2 separate regions of the Athene noctua genome follow, and region 1 is linked to region 2. Evidence: chromatin contacts called from public Hi-C data. All regions are on one chromosome and are shown on one strand. Each heading gives the region's core, a stretch centred on a gene start, on an enhancer-like site or on the middle of the called end of the contact. The rest is flanking DNA. Distances are from core to core; before and after follow the strand shown.

The links. A called contact is a pair of places that touch in the nucleus more often than the background predicts.
Region 1: a contact with region 2 is called in a Hi-C map of heart, with 2.2 times the contacts expected there. The contact joins the promoter of FBXO47 here to the promoter of CDK12 in region 2. A contact is called at or near these places in 2 of 2 Hi-C or Micro-C datasets (heart and liver).

Annotation. Positions count from the first base shown.
Region 1 is chr25:1,679,099-1,685,610 of bAthNoc1.hap1.1, reverse strand. FBXO47 (F-box protein 47) reads right to left here and starts at 3,954. Exons shown (of 10, transcript XM_074926968.1): 1 at 3,774-3,954; 2 at 3,179-3,349; 3 at 312-388. The coding sequence starts at 3,954.
Region 2 is chr25:1,540,775-1,547,839 of bAthNoc1.hap1.1, reverse strand. It overlaps CDK12 (cyclin dependent kinase 12), which reads left to right and starts at 2,784. Exons shown (of 14, transcript XM_074926658.1): 1 at 2,784-4,275. The coding sequence starts at 3,224. MED1 (mediator complex subunit 1) reads right to left here and starts at 2,183. Exons shown (of 17, transcript XM_074926656.1): 1 at 2,045-2,183; 2 at 64-170. The coding sequence starts at 2,072.

The DNA of each region.
Region 1 (6,512 bases), core at 2,705-5,204, 140 kb before region 2:
ATAAGATTTCTGCGAAGACCTGTGCTCTTCCACTGCAGAATTTCTAGTAGTCCACAAACTGAAGGAAAGTTGAAAACCACTGACTGGGGAATATGGAATCTCAGAAGAACTGGCCTGTGTTCAGTATGCTGACTTTTCTATTGTTATTAAAATGAGAGCGTTTTCAAATCCATAAATTCATCACACAGTAGTAATAAACTCCAGCAAAGGGACAGTAAAAGGCAAAATTCAACCAGCAGTTGCCTTCTAGAAACGGTATTGTAAATGCAAGGGACAATTCCAAACACCAGTGAAAAGGGACGTGAACTTACTTCCGAGAGAATCTTGTGTACATACTTGAGCCGATCTTTTGTAGGCAATAGAAATGTGCATCTTTTAAGCAACAACCCTGTGAACAGAAGGAACACATACACGACTGTGAGTATGCACACACGACACGTACGTCCCTGAATTACCTGGAGCATTCACATCCCACACCTGCACCCGCTGCTCAGAAGAAGCTGCTGCTGCCCCGCAAAGGGGGTGACACAAGAGCACCCTGTGCTCTGGGGAAGGGCTTTTGTAATGGGGGCATCTTCCCCTGAAAAAACGTTGTCGGGGAGTAAGTAGGCTTCCTACGCCGTAACTTGTTTGTTGTGTTGTTTTAAAGTCTCTGTTAGTCACAGTTGGAGCTTTATTAAAAATTACTGTATTGGTTTTGGAATTACAGCTGTTAAAAATATTGGAAATAAATGTTGCTTGTTGCACCTCTTTTAACAGTACCCTGGGGAATGCTGGTTTTCCCCTTACATCATGGAAAGCTGAGATTCCAAAATTTTTTCAAGATAGCCACATGCTCTGAAAATATTCTAAACTGTCTTAATGTAAAACATAGCTAAGAGGTAAAATTATTTTCCTATACAGGACCGAAATGGTATGTGTTTAGGATGTCAAAGTCTGGAGTCCGTTATAGTGTGGAACAGCTGTTTGTTAAGCAGCTTTCTTTTCTACACTACTGATAGCAAATGGGTTAACAGCTTGCTTTTACCAGAATAAAATATATATATATATTGTCTGTTAAGTAATCAAGAAATCCACAGAAATGCATTTACTTGGGGGGGGGTGTGGGGGTGTGGGATGGGACTTTTTTTTTTCATTGTCAGTCTCCTAAAAAATACGTAACTTCTTCAATATCAAAAAGTACTTTATGCATTTCCTTTGGTTCTAAATCGACTCTTCCCTTATTTAGAAGCGTGTTAGCATTCCTACATGACAGACATAATTTATTCATTAGCCTAGGACATGGTCCAAAGCTCAGTCAAGTCAATTTTCTAGTGACTAGATGAGACTTTGGAGAGAACTCCCTGAAGAACAGTTGAAACTGTTCAGACAGCGTAGCTGCAGAGCAGAATACAGCCATCAGCGTGGGGAAAAAACTGTTTGAGTACAAAGGGTTGAGCAAAACAGACTGCTCCGGGTTTTGTACAGCCAAATCCCCCCTGTGCGGAAGGACAGTGCCACCATCATTTATAACTCACATTTTAAACAATGACTGAAATTCTGACCCCATTACAAGTCCTGCAAGATTTTGCCATGGACTTGAGTGGAGCCAGACCCCTCTGAGTTTAAGTGAGATTTATGTAATACGTAGACCCCGTCCAGGCTCTCTGAACAAATTTTTGCCGTTGAGTCCAGTCTTTCCCGCTGTAAAGTAAATACTGATTTTGCAACTGACCTCTTAACAGAAACGTTCTCTTGAGCCTTCCAGTGATGACACAGATATTGCCAAAGAGCTTTATGTTTTGAGTATGTCATGGGTTTGCTACTGGCCTACCATAATGATGGGCTCACACCTACATTTAAATAAGTTGCCATTTTGTATGGGGCTACTAGAAAGCCCAAACTAATGTTTAATTTTTTTTTTTTTGAAGAATTGTAGGGTTTCAGGCTTCATTTTAAAAATAAACCCCTAAGATTATTTTAAGATACCTAAAAAAACCTACATGGATTGCTTACAGTAGGAGGGTTTTGGTCTAAATGGCTTTAACAGTGTTCCTTTACTCTGTGAATGCCTTTATTTCACGACTTCAGCTCAAACCATACTTATAATTCTGCATCTGACCCTGGCTCTGTTTTATTTCTCTGTCAAACAAACAACGTTTTTTTTTAATCAGACAGGTAAAAGTAAATAGATATGGATCAAATTGTTTAATGTTCTTCTCTGATAGGATGCTTTAGAATGAATTAGAATCTATGAGTTTTAAAAATTAGCAGAAAAGTTAATAAGCAAACGGTTTTGGATTTGAGGCTGTACAGCACTCATTACTATTGCACCCATGTTATTCCGATGCAGGTTTCTACCACGCTACACCAGAAGTCTGAGGAGCTGAAAGAAAGAACAAGTGAATCTTTTCACCCAGAAAGGTTTTCTTCGCACTCACCATACCATGACAGCAAAAGCACAGACATTTTTACATTGCCCTTAAGCTAAGAGCAAGAGGAAAATGTGTTCTCTACGCCCATTTCAGCCTTTGATACGAAGCTGCCAGGGAGAATGCTAGTCACGGACAACTGTGATAACATTTTTGTGACGAGCATACTCCTTTTCTAAGCAGTGGAATGTGATCTGCAATACGTCTCCAGCAGACTATCAAGCAGCCTTTCTGATGGCAACTGTTGCTGGTCACTTCAGAATTAGGCTGGGTTTAAGCACTGCGGCTGCATTTCCCAGACTGAGGAATGCGAGCTCCTCCGAAGTGATCCATGAAGGCGGCCTGGACAGCCAAATTCCTCCAGCCAGTGTGGGGCCTGGGACTCGTGGTTTCTGCTGCAGTTTCCAGTAACGGTGTCCAAACAAACTAAATTTGGAAACACCTACTACTGAGAACTGATCCTCTGCCCAACCCCTGCTTGCCATTTAATAGGAAAAAATAAACATAGAGGAGGCAGAACATACATTATTTTTTCCATAACTATGAGGTTTTGGAATAATTTCAGGTAATTCCTCCCACCTCTCCCCACCAGTTAATGCTATTTGAGGGGGCTATTTGGCATGGGGAGGAACTTCACTTTCAGAGAGAGCTGCACAAATGATTTGGGCCGTATCCTCAGCATTTTACTGATCGATGCATATAACAGAAGAAACCTTTTAACTGAGCTTGGTTCTCCCCTAATTGTTCCATTTGCATTAAAGTATCACCTAGAGATTTGTAGTGCTCTAAAATATAGGATCCTTCTCTCTTGCCAGGTAGCTCAAGGTTATGAAAGTCTTGCAGTAAGAGCCTTCGGTTTCCTGATGAGGTTGAGATGTAATTAATAAGGTTGTTGCTGATGGTTTTCGACACCATGCTCAGCACGCTGATATCCTTCACTGAAAAAGCAAAACCCAGTATACCTGTAAATCTTTACTGCAAGAAAAATGCTGATCACTAGTCACTATCTTTATCTTACTTGAAAAATAGGCTGAGCAATAAGATTCACAAATAAAACAAAAATTAATTACTGTTTATCTCCTTTGCCAACAAACTGTAGTAATTAGAAATGGATAGATCTAAGGAACACTTTTCACACATAATAGGCAAAAAGCACTTCAAATAGTTTGTAATTATAATTTAAATTTTGGTCATTTGGTTCTTCATACATAAAAGCTGAAAATACAGAGAATGAGTCACATTAAATGACTTCAACTAGCTAACAGCTAAAACGGTTTAAATAATAATAGCTTTTTCTAAATGGAAAACTTTTGTGGCAATTTTCAGATATTGGAAGTAATACCTTTCTTATCAGATTCTCACCTGAGAGATAATTCAATACCATTTGAAAGATCTCTAGTGGAAGCGTTTGGAAATAGTCAAGTGTTGACAGAGATTGGGAATCTGTGCCCAAGATGTTCCAGCACTGCCTGGAGTGACGGTTGCTGCGTCTGTATTTTCGGTTGGGAATCAAAGTGCAGCTGGTCCGTGCAGTGGATGTCATTGTTCTGTTAGTCCAACAAATCTAACCTGAAGAGAAAATATGGAAGTCCTATTTTCAGAAGAGGAAAATACTATACCCAGAGCTAGGCTAAGAGGAAATCACCGCACTGTAGTCACAGTGATGGAGTGTGAAAATCTTGTCATATGCGTAGGATAAATTTTTGTTTGAATTTAGTGCAATGACATGCAATTTACTACATGATTTTCTAAATCCATGTCTCAGAGAATGGAGTATTCAGCTGATCTTAGAGAAGGAAAAAATAAAAGCACTGGTGATATCAGAAAGTTGGGAAAATAATTCTGAAAGGAAACTCTTAAGGGAGTATAAATGATGGTACAAGCTAGAATAATTATCAGTATTATTTTACCTTGTTACACTAATTATTCAACAGAACAGAAAAAAGTTATAGGGATGCTGCTGAAATGTCATTAGAGTGATAACTGCTTATACACACGCTTGCATGTGACCAAAAACAAGATTAAAAGTAACAAAGTGGTCCTTCAAACCATTTTTTCCTGCAGCATTTAAGTTGATACATGGCTAATTTCATATAATGACTATCTGTGTGATATCCACAGAAATGATATAGTATTGCTATCTAAATAAACCCCAGTGACCCAGGCTTTGCCAAATTGATGAGGGTCTGAAAAATAATGAGTTTTAAAAGATCGATAAATACTTTCTTTTGATTTGCCTTCTGGTTTCGGAGTCTCTAGAATAGGTACACTTCACGATGTCAGGCAACAATGAGTTAGTGACTCACTACCTCTTAAATATTTTTTTTAAACTGAGATTTTTCACACTACTTCTTGACTCCAGCAGCTGAGGCTTTAGGGAAATTGCCAAAGAGAATGAGTGCTGCAGTATAATTACAAGAGCTGGCAGCACTGGTAGTAACGTATCTGGAACCCGTCCAAGCTGCAGTGCAACATCCCAGTTACCATCAGTGGGAAATACAGTCAGAGAATAGACTCATTGTTTCAAAGATTAAAAATTTACAAAAATTACAGAAAACAAGTTCCAAACATCCTTCATATTTATTACGAAAGCACGCAAGCCAGACCTCTCTAATATGCCACTGAGCAAAATTACCACATCCACAATGGGAGCACTGTTTGTACAGACAACTGAGAGAATACGGGGCATTTCATTAACAGCCTTACAAATGGGCTTGGCTGACTTCTGCTTGTGTGCTGGATAGTTTGCATTGTACGTTTAAGGAAGTTATACTTCACTGGAAGCATTTTTAATTTAGGTACGGTATAATTCTAGCTAGCTAAAGAAGCTTATAGTTTAAACTTCGACGAGGCTCATGAGCGAATGTAACTGCTCCTAAAATTAGTGTTTCATTAGACTTTTATGCTGCTCAGGCAAGAGACAGAAAATTGATGTGACACCCTTAAGAACAATCAAGAAACCACCTATAGATAAACATATGGTTATATGAAGGAAAATGTTTACCTTCTAGAAGCAAAGAAAGAAAAGTCTGAAATCAGTGGAAATTTTATACACACAACTGTGGATTCAAGACGCAACATAGAAAGCCACTCCACTCCTGCTTATAAACAGGGCACCACGAAACTTTGTTCAAGACAGGCTAAATCTGATGCATGTGTCCGATTCATACTTTAGAAATACATTTGCAATCCTGTGATGCTTTCTTTTCCTCCTCCACTCCCCTTATTGTCTTCAGCAGGACTGTACTGTAAGGTTTTATGGCATCGTCAAGTGGGTTTGTGGTTTTTTTTTTTTTTAAATCTTACCTTGGGTCTGCAATTGTGTTATATGGAAGAAAAACAAGGGAGGTTTTCAGAAGTACTCAGCCAGTTCCAGTCCGTTTCTGTTCAATTTGATTGAAGTTGAATTGACTACCACTATTTTAATTTAGAGCAGAGCTAGATGAAATTAATGTAAATAAAAATGAGTACAAGCAGTGAGTTTCAAAGCCAAAGCTTAGAGACTTTACTGAAAGCTCCCATTTGCTTCCTCTTTGACTTAACGTGTTTTTTATTTCTTGGGGAGTTCAGCCAGAGCTGGGCAATGGTCTGTGCATCTCCATCTGCTGCTGGGATACCACTTGTTTAGAGAACTGCTTAATCCAGACTGGAAATTGAAAGGTAAATGTTAAATATTTAACAAGCTAAACTCATAATATTAGCCAAGAAGGGTCATCTTGTTTGTTGCTATAAGCTAATTTGTTTACAAGGCAGAAAGCATCAACTTTCAACCCCCCTCTAGAATGTTTCTTGTCCTTAAGCAGTCGCTAAACTCCTGCTAATGGATGCACTTTTGTCCTGATATTTCTCTGAGCCCTGTGTTAGCATTTGGCAAACATTTATTGCAAAAGGTTGTTTACTCTGGAGATTGGTTTGGAACATTTCCGTTTCCCTGCCTTGTCACAAAGAGCATAGAACGAATTGCTTCAAATATTAACTCGACAGGGCTTTTTCCTTTTTTTTTTTTTTCTTTTTTTTTTTTTTTCCAATTTTCTCTTTTTCCTTGTCAGTGCAAATAAAAACGTTCGAGTTCAAGTGAGGGATGACAAACCTCAGAGCATC
Region 2 (7,065 bases), core at 1,535-4,034:
ACAGCAAAATGATTACTACAGAATCTTCAGAAGCCCTCCTACGGAGATCCCAGCAATTCTCACCATGACTTGACGGACTAACTTCATGGTTTCTGTCCATGGTCTGTTTTGGTTGTACTTTGCGTGAAGTCTTTCTAAGAGGGTACTCATCTTATTCAGCTTCTCCGTTTCTGTAAGACAGAGGAATATTCAGAAAAGAGAACGCGACAACATTTGAAGTTTTATAAATAAAACAGCTTGGCTGTTGTAATAGAAACACTTCCCACCTTTAAGCTAAACACGATCTCAAAAAACTTATTCACTGCTGGTTTATCCCTGTGACCTAGAGCTTAAGGCTGAGCAAACATTAAGGATAAATCACAAGCTGTCAAACCCTAAAGGACCATAAAATGCCTACAGGCCTGCTGGGAAAAGCCCAGCTCCTGTTCTGCACGGACTGTGAACGATGTGGCCCCATCAGATTAAGTTTGGGCATGACAGAAATTTATCAGGGCACCATCTGAAGATACAACAACACAGTCTCAAGACGAAGCTTCCCCGGGAGAGGAAATGGAGAGAGTAGAAAACACTGTGTTAAAGAAGCGAGGTTAAATTTCATTTCCCCGTCACTGTTCACTCCTCCCACTCTCCAACCTCTTGTACAACAAAGATTTTAAGACTCTTCCATCACCAAAAACCTCAACCAAATCAGTCCAACTGCCAGTTGTCACAAATTCTCTGATCAGACACACTCCTCCCTCACCAGGTTTGAAACCCGAAGGCTGGGGTCTCCTCAGTGCTGCTCCAGAGCCCGGGCACGGCTCCATCCACTGAGAGCCAACGAAGCAGTGGGCGACTGGAGGGGTCACGGATCTCTACCAGCCTGGAACCTACTCAGCCTTTACAAAACACTTCTCATATCCCACAGACTCCCAGACCTGTGCTTCTACAAGCTCATTTCTGTAGAGTTTAGAAAGTTCCAATGTTATGAATAATACCTCTCTGATGAGAGAAAAGGAATACAGGATCAGTGACTAAGCAAAAAACCTAGTGTTGGACAACTGGGCTAAAAAAGTTCCAGGATTAAACCGTTCATTTTTCCCTACTATCTAGCTGGACACAGGCACAGAGAGAACTCAGGATTCAGGACTACTACAATTTTGTCTTTTTTTGCCAAGAGACAGCTTTTTCTAAACTTGCATTTGTCAAAGAAATCTCAGCGGACATCACTGCCAAAACAAACCCTGGCACTGGTGGGGCCAAGGCAAACACACGTCTACGACATTGCAACTGCCACAAGCAACGCTGGAAGCCCTCACCCACAGAAGGGTTTGTTTCCATTACTGATGCATGTACACCTTATAAACCCAGTGCTGACCCCACCAAATCCAAGTGTAAGAAATAAATGTTCGCCAGACGTTTTTCAGACACTTTATACCTCTCAGCTACCTTAGAATCACAGAGTGCTTGAGGCTGGATGTCACCTGGGGTCCAAGCCCCTGCCCAAGCAGGGCCAACTACAGCAGGTTGTCCTGGGCCCTGTCCAGATGGATTCCGGACATCTCCACCACCTCCCCGGGCAGCCTCAGAGTGAAAAAGTGTTTCCTGATGCTCAGGTGGAGGCTCCTGACTTTCCGTTTGGGCCCGTGGCCTCCGGTTCTGCCCCGAACTGAGCCGGGCCCCCTCTGCTTTACTCCCTCCCTCCAGGTATTTATGAAATATGATAAGATGGCGTTAGGCCCAGGGACAGGGAGAGTTCTGCCAGATCTCAGCACAGTGAAGAAGCCTCACGAGGATATCCGCCTTTATTTCCCTCAAAAATGGAACCGCTCCGCAGCCGGCACGAAGCCCCAAGCTCCGGCCGGGGGAGCGAGTCACGGCGCCGGAGAAACCCCGGCACGGTGCCACGGGGCGCGGGCTCCTCACCCCCGCGCCGGCCCGCAGCCGCCTTTCGGGGAGAAACAGCTCAGCCCCAGCTCGGCGACCCCGGGCCCCCCCCACCCGTCTCCTCTCGGGGCCGGCGGGAAGCCCCGAGCGCCAGCCGCGCCCCTCCGGCGCCACTCACCCTCAGCGCCGGCCGGCGCCGCCTTCATGGCGCGGGCGGGGACGCGCGGCCCGCCGCGGGCTCACGTCGGGCCGGGAGCGGGGCGGAGGAAGGGCGGGGAAGGGGAGCGGGGAGGGGGGGACGCGGCGGCCGGGCCGCTGCTCGCCGGCCTCACACGGCGGCGGCCGCCGCCATCGCTCCGGCCGCGGCTGCGCTGCCGCGCGCTCTCGCGAGAGGTGGGCGGGTCTCGCGAGAGGGCGGGAGAGCGCGCGAGCGCGGAGGGCGGGGGAGCGGGCGGGGCGAGCGGCGATAGGCCCCGCCCCCCGCCTGCTCCAAGCGACGGCGGGGCGGGGCCTCACCCCCCTCCCGTTACCGGCCGCGCCCCGCCCCGGCGCCCCGCGGCGCGCGCTCCTTCCCGCGCAGACCGGCGCAACCGCGGCCTCCGGGAGGTGGGCGGGGCTGAGGGGCGCAGCGCGCCCTGTCCGCCGGCGGCGCCTCTATAAAGATTTGTTTTGGGGGGGGGGGGGCAGGCGCTGTCCGCGCCGGGCGCCCCAATAAAGTTTGACCCGCGCGTCACCGGCCCCGGCTCTCGCGAGAGGCCGCGCGCGAGATCTCGCGGGAGCGGCGGGCGGTGGGGTGGGGGCGCTCTCGCGAGAGGCGGCCGGGTCTCGCGAGAGTTGGCGGGTGCCCCCCTTGGACGCGGAGCCGTTTCGCTTTGGGAAGTGAGCGGGGGGCGGCGGCGGGGCCGCGCCGGGCCGGGTTGGGCCGGGCAAGGGGGGGCGCGGGCGGCGGCGGTGCCCCGTGGGCCTTCCGGCTGAGGGATTGGCGCGGCGGCCCGCGGGGCCCGGGCGCCCGGTGCTGAGGGAGCGGGGAGGGATCGCGGGCCCAGGCCCCGCCTTCCCGGGGCGCCCCCGCGGCGGCGCTGCCCTCCGGGCCTGGGCCCCTCGGATGAGGCGGTGAGGCCGGTGGCCTTCCCCCTCCCCTCCCGGTTCCTGCCACCCCCCCTTCCGCCTCCTCCGGGGCCTCCAGCCGCCGCGGGGCCGCGCTCCCTGCCCCGCTCCCCATGTAGGAGGGGGTGTTGGCGGCAGGGAGGGCCGAGGCCGGGGTGGATGGTGCGAGGAGCGGGCGCGGAGGAAGTTTGAAGTTTGGGGGTTTTGGAGGATTGCCCCCCTCCCCTCTCTCGAGCACAGTGGAGGAGGAATGCCAAATCCGGAGAGACATGGGGGCAAGAAGGATGGGGGCGGCGGGGGGTCCTCGCAACACGCGCCTGGCAGCGGGAGTTCGAACAGCAAGGAGAGGCACCGGCTGGCCTCCAGGCACAAGAGGCATAAGTCCAGGCACTCCAAGGAGTCACCGCTGGCAGCCCAGGAGGCGGCGGCACCCTTGGGCGCGATGATCAAGCCGCTGGTGGAGTACGATGACATCAGTTCGGATTCGGATACCTTCTCGGATGATGTGGCCCTCAAGCTGGACAGGAGGGAGAACGAGGAAAGGAGAGCGGACAGGAGCGAGAGGATGCAGAAGCACCGGCACCACCAGCACAAACGCATCCGTGAGCTGATGAAGAGCAAACAGGCGGAAAAAGAGAGGAAGTTAGAAAAGAGCCTGGAGGCATCCAGCAGGTCAGGGTCCACCAAGGAGAGAATATCGGGCTCTTCCAAGAGGCTCCTCGAAAGCGAGGAGCACCCCAAGTCACTGTCCTCAAAGAGTAGCAACAAGGAGTCCCGGTCAGCCAAAGCGCACAAGGAGAAATCCAGGAAGGATCGGGAGCTCAAGTCCAGCCACAAAGAGCGCAGTAAAAGCCATCGGAAAAGGGATGCTCCAAAAAGTTACAAAACGATTGACAGTCCGAAGCGGAAATCCAGAAGTCCTCACAGAAAATGGTCTGACAGCCCTAAATTGGACGACAGCCCCTCAGGAGCCTCCTACATCCAGGAGTACGACCTCAGCCCTCCCCGCTCTCACACATCCAGTAACTACGATCCCTACAGGAAGAGCCCCGGCGGCTCCTCGCGCCGGCAGTCCATCAGCCCACCCTACAAGGAGCCCGTGGCTTACCAGTCGAACACGCGCTCGCCCAGCCCTTACAGCCGGCGGCAGAGGTCCATAAGCCCCTATAACAGGAGACGCTCCTCGAGCTACGAGAGAGGCAGCGGCTCGTACAGCGGGAGGTCACCGAGCCCTTACGGCCGGCGCCGCTCCAGCAGCCCTTTTGCCGCCAAGCGCTCTGTGAGCCGAAGCCCCATCGCCAGGTGGGTGCTCTCCACGGGGCTTTCCTTGCCCTGGGCAACGGGGAGGTGTCTGGGGGTGGTTGGGGTGGCTCTGGGCATGGGAGGGGTTAACCCCCTTCCTCATCTCCGGGGGGCCCAGGTCACTGCCTGCCCGACTGGGGGGCAGAGCGATCTGTGTGGAATCGCTGTGGTTGGGTCGGTGGCGATTCCCTTGAAAATGGTGTTCACACTTGGGGAAGCGCCTGCCTGGCTGGCCTGGGCAGCGTCCATGTTGGTTCTCAGCAGAGCGGCCGAGGGCTGACTGAGCTCCTGGGATTAAATTACACCCACCTCTGGAGGTGGCCCCCGCAGAAGGGCCCAGGCTCCTGGGGAGGGTTGTGCTCTCAGGGGGGACGGAGCCGTTCAGCTCCTGGTGCGGGATCTAAGGCGCTTCCCTGGCAGGAAGTTCGGCCAGGGAGAATGTTTTCACCTATCTCTGGAAGCCTTTACCTGTTTACTACGTGTGGGAACTTGATCACAGTTTTCGGGAGGGTGGCTTGTTTCAAGTGTATTTTGCTCTTTCTCAACTGACTTGTCTTTTCTCTTCCCTTGAATTAGATGACCACATGTAAACTCCACCTTCCTGCCCTAAACTTTCTTTTCTCAGTACTAGAGTTTCTTGTTTCCATTCTGAAATCGGGGTATTCTGGAAGGGCAAGTAGGAACCAGCTGTATTCTGGCTTAACTATAACTTTCTCATTTTTTTTCTTTGGTCAGTAACCTTGCTACAGAAGGAAACTATTATTTGAAGGTAGTTCTGCGTGTTTTATTTCAGGTGTTTGTTAATTGTCCTGTTACATGCACGAATACATAGTCTAATGTTGATTTTTTTTTTTTTTTTTTTTTTTTCCTAGCCTCAGCTTATGTTAAGTGAGTTTCCAGTTGTCACCATGGGTGCTGTGGAGCTTTGGTTGTAGCTCCATGGCAATTAAGATCTGACCTGGAATGTAATCGCTATAGAAATGCTCTGTGCTGTGTTAGCTGTACTGCATCCTCTGCTCCAAACAGGAGCTGCGAGTGAAGGGGCAGCCTCCAGAGCGCATTTATGTGATCAGCAGTTCCCAACTCGGGGCTTTTGGAATTTGGCCTTTGTTACCAGAGCTCTTCTCTTTACTTCAGGGATACCATCTTCCCCAGTGGGCTTGAAATAGTGCCTTTGTCCTTGCCGTGAGAGAGGTGTGTTGGGTTTTGGGAAGCTGTTACGTAAAATCTACTTACTCCGCTGTGATTTTACATAGTGAAGATTTCCTTCAGGCTGTTTCTCCTCTGCCCTCTTTTCTCTGGGTACACCCGAGAGGTTCTGAGGGATAGTCCTTGATGTTTTCTTCACCCTCCCCTCAATCCTTTTTGTCCTGGCGGCACTGCTCTTGCGTGTTATTTGCTAATGCTTTTGGAAGAGTGAGAATATGGTAGTAGAAAACGTGCGTGTGTGTATACACACACACACTTCATGATGTAATTGTATATTATGGCACCTGTGAAATGTCTGTGTTCAGCCCTAACCAGGCAGAAACCATGTGGAAACTGCAGTGATATATAGAGGCGTGTTTTTCCCACCAGGTTGCTTCACTTTCCAGGATAACCTGAATCTTGCACTTTTTGTAAATGGCTAGTTGCTTCTGACTTGAGAAATCAAGCAGTTATCTCTTCCTGATCTTAATTATGGGAGCAACTTTGAAGCACCTTGTGCTGCTTCCCTGAACTTACATACCCACGTAAGAAACTCCTTAAGGGCATCTTTGCTTCACTGACAAAGTGCTAGACCCCAAACCAAAGTAGATTCCAAAGGTTACTTACTGTTTACACTCAGTTTGTACTGAATTCTGACTTCAGTTGATAACCTGCTCCTCTCTTTTCTGGGCAGATAACTTAATGACTGTGATGTTCTTCTAAAGCAGAACAAAAAAATAAGGATTATGCTTTCAGAAAACATCCACCTGAAGTGATTCTAGTAAAGGGACAGAGGGAATTTAATGTGTTTTCCATATATTACAACTGTAAGTTGTAATTCATTGTTGGTTTTGCTTCGCTGAGCCTGCAGCCTGTGCGGTGAGGCACTTGGTGGAAGTTCACGGTCAAACTGAAGCCAAAGGTGGGGCTGCCCCTCTGCTGATGGCTGGTGAGGAGCTCACCTGAGGGGGGGGGCTGGCTGAGCCTTCCTCACCAGCTTTGGTTCATCTGCTGCAGAGGAGGGTGTAAATGGGAGCAGCTGACTTTGCCCCAGAGTAGCTCTGGAGCGACTTAGTGATCTCTTCTGTTGGCTCCTGCAGAGGGGCAGGAACAGTTTGGGAGAGAAAACGTCTTTAACTGGCACACTCACTTAGGCAGCCAACACCAGACTGGCTTAAATTCTTCAGAGGAGGAAACGCAGGCTTTTCTGGGACACTGAATTATTTCCACTGACTGACAATACGGTTGGGTTTTGGGTTTTTTTTTTGGTGCGTTCTCTTGTTTTCTTTAATCTTCACGTCCGAAATACAGTGTTAGGAAACTGAATCAATGCGCTGTGCTGATTGGAGAAAATACAGAATGTTTCCATTTCAAATGGCTGTGCAAAACAACTTGCTCTCAGTTTAGGAGGAAATGAGGATGATTTGGTCAGTAGGGAAAATAACAGATGTGGCTTGCCGTTCCTTGTAGCAACTGTTGTCATTGCAGCTAAAACTAGAAGAAGAAATTCCAGAGTTCAGCTCGCTGAAGGTGGGTTGTGCTCTGTACTAAGTATAGCAGCTAAGTGTGAGGGTGTGCACGTGCTGTAGTGGTGGCCACTGT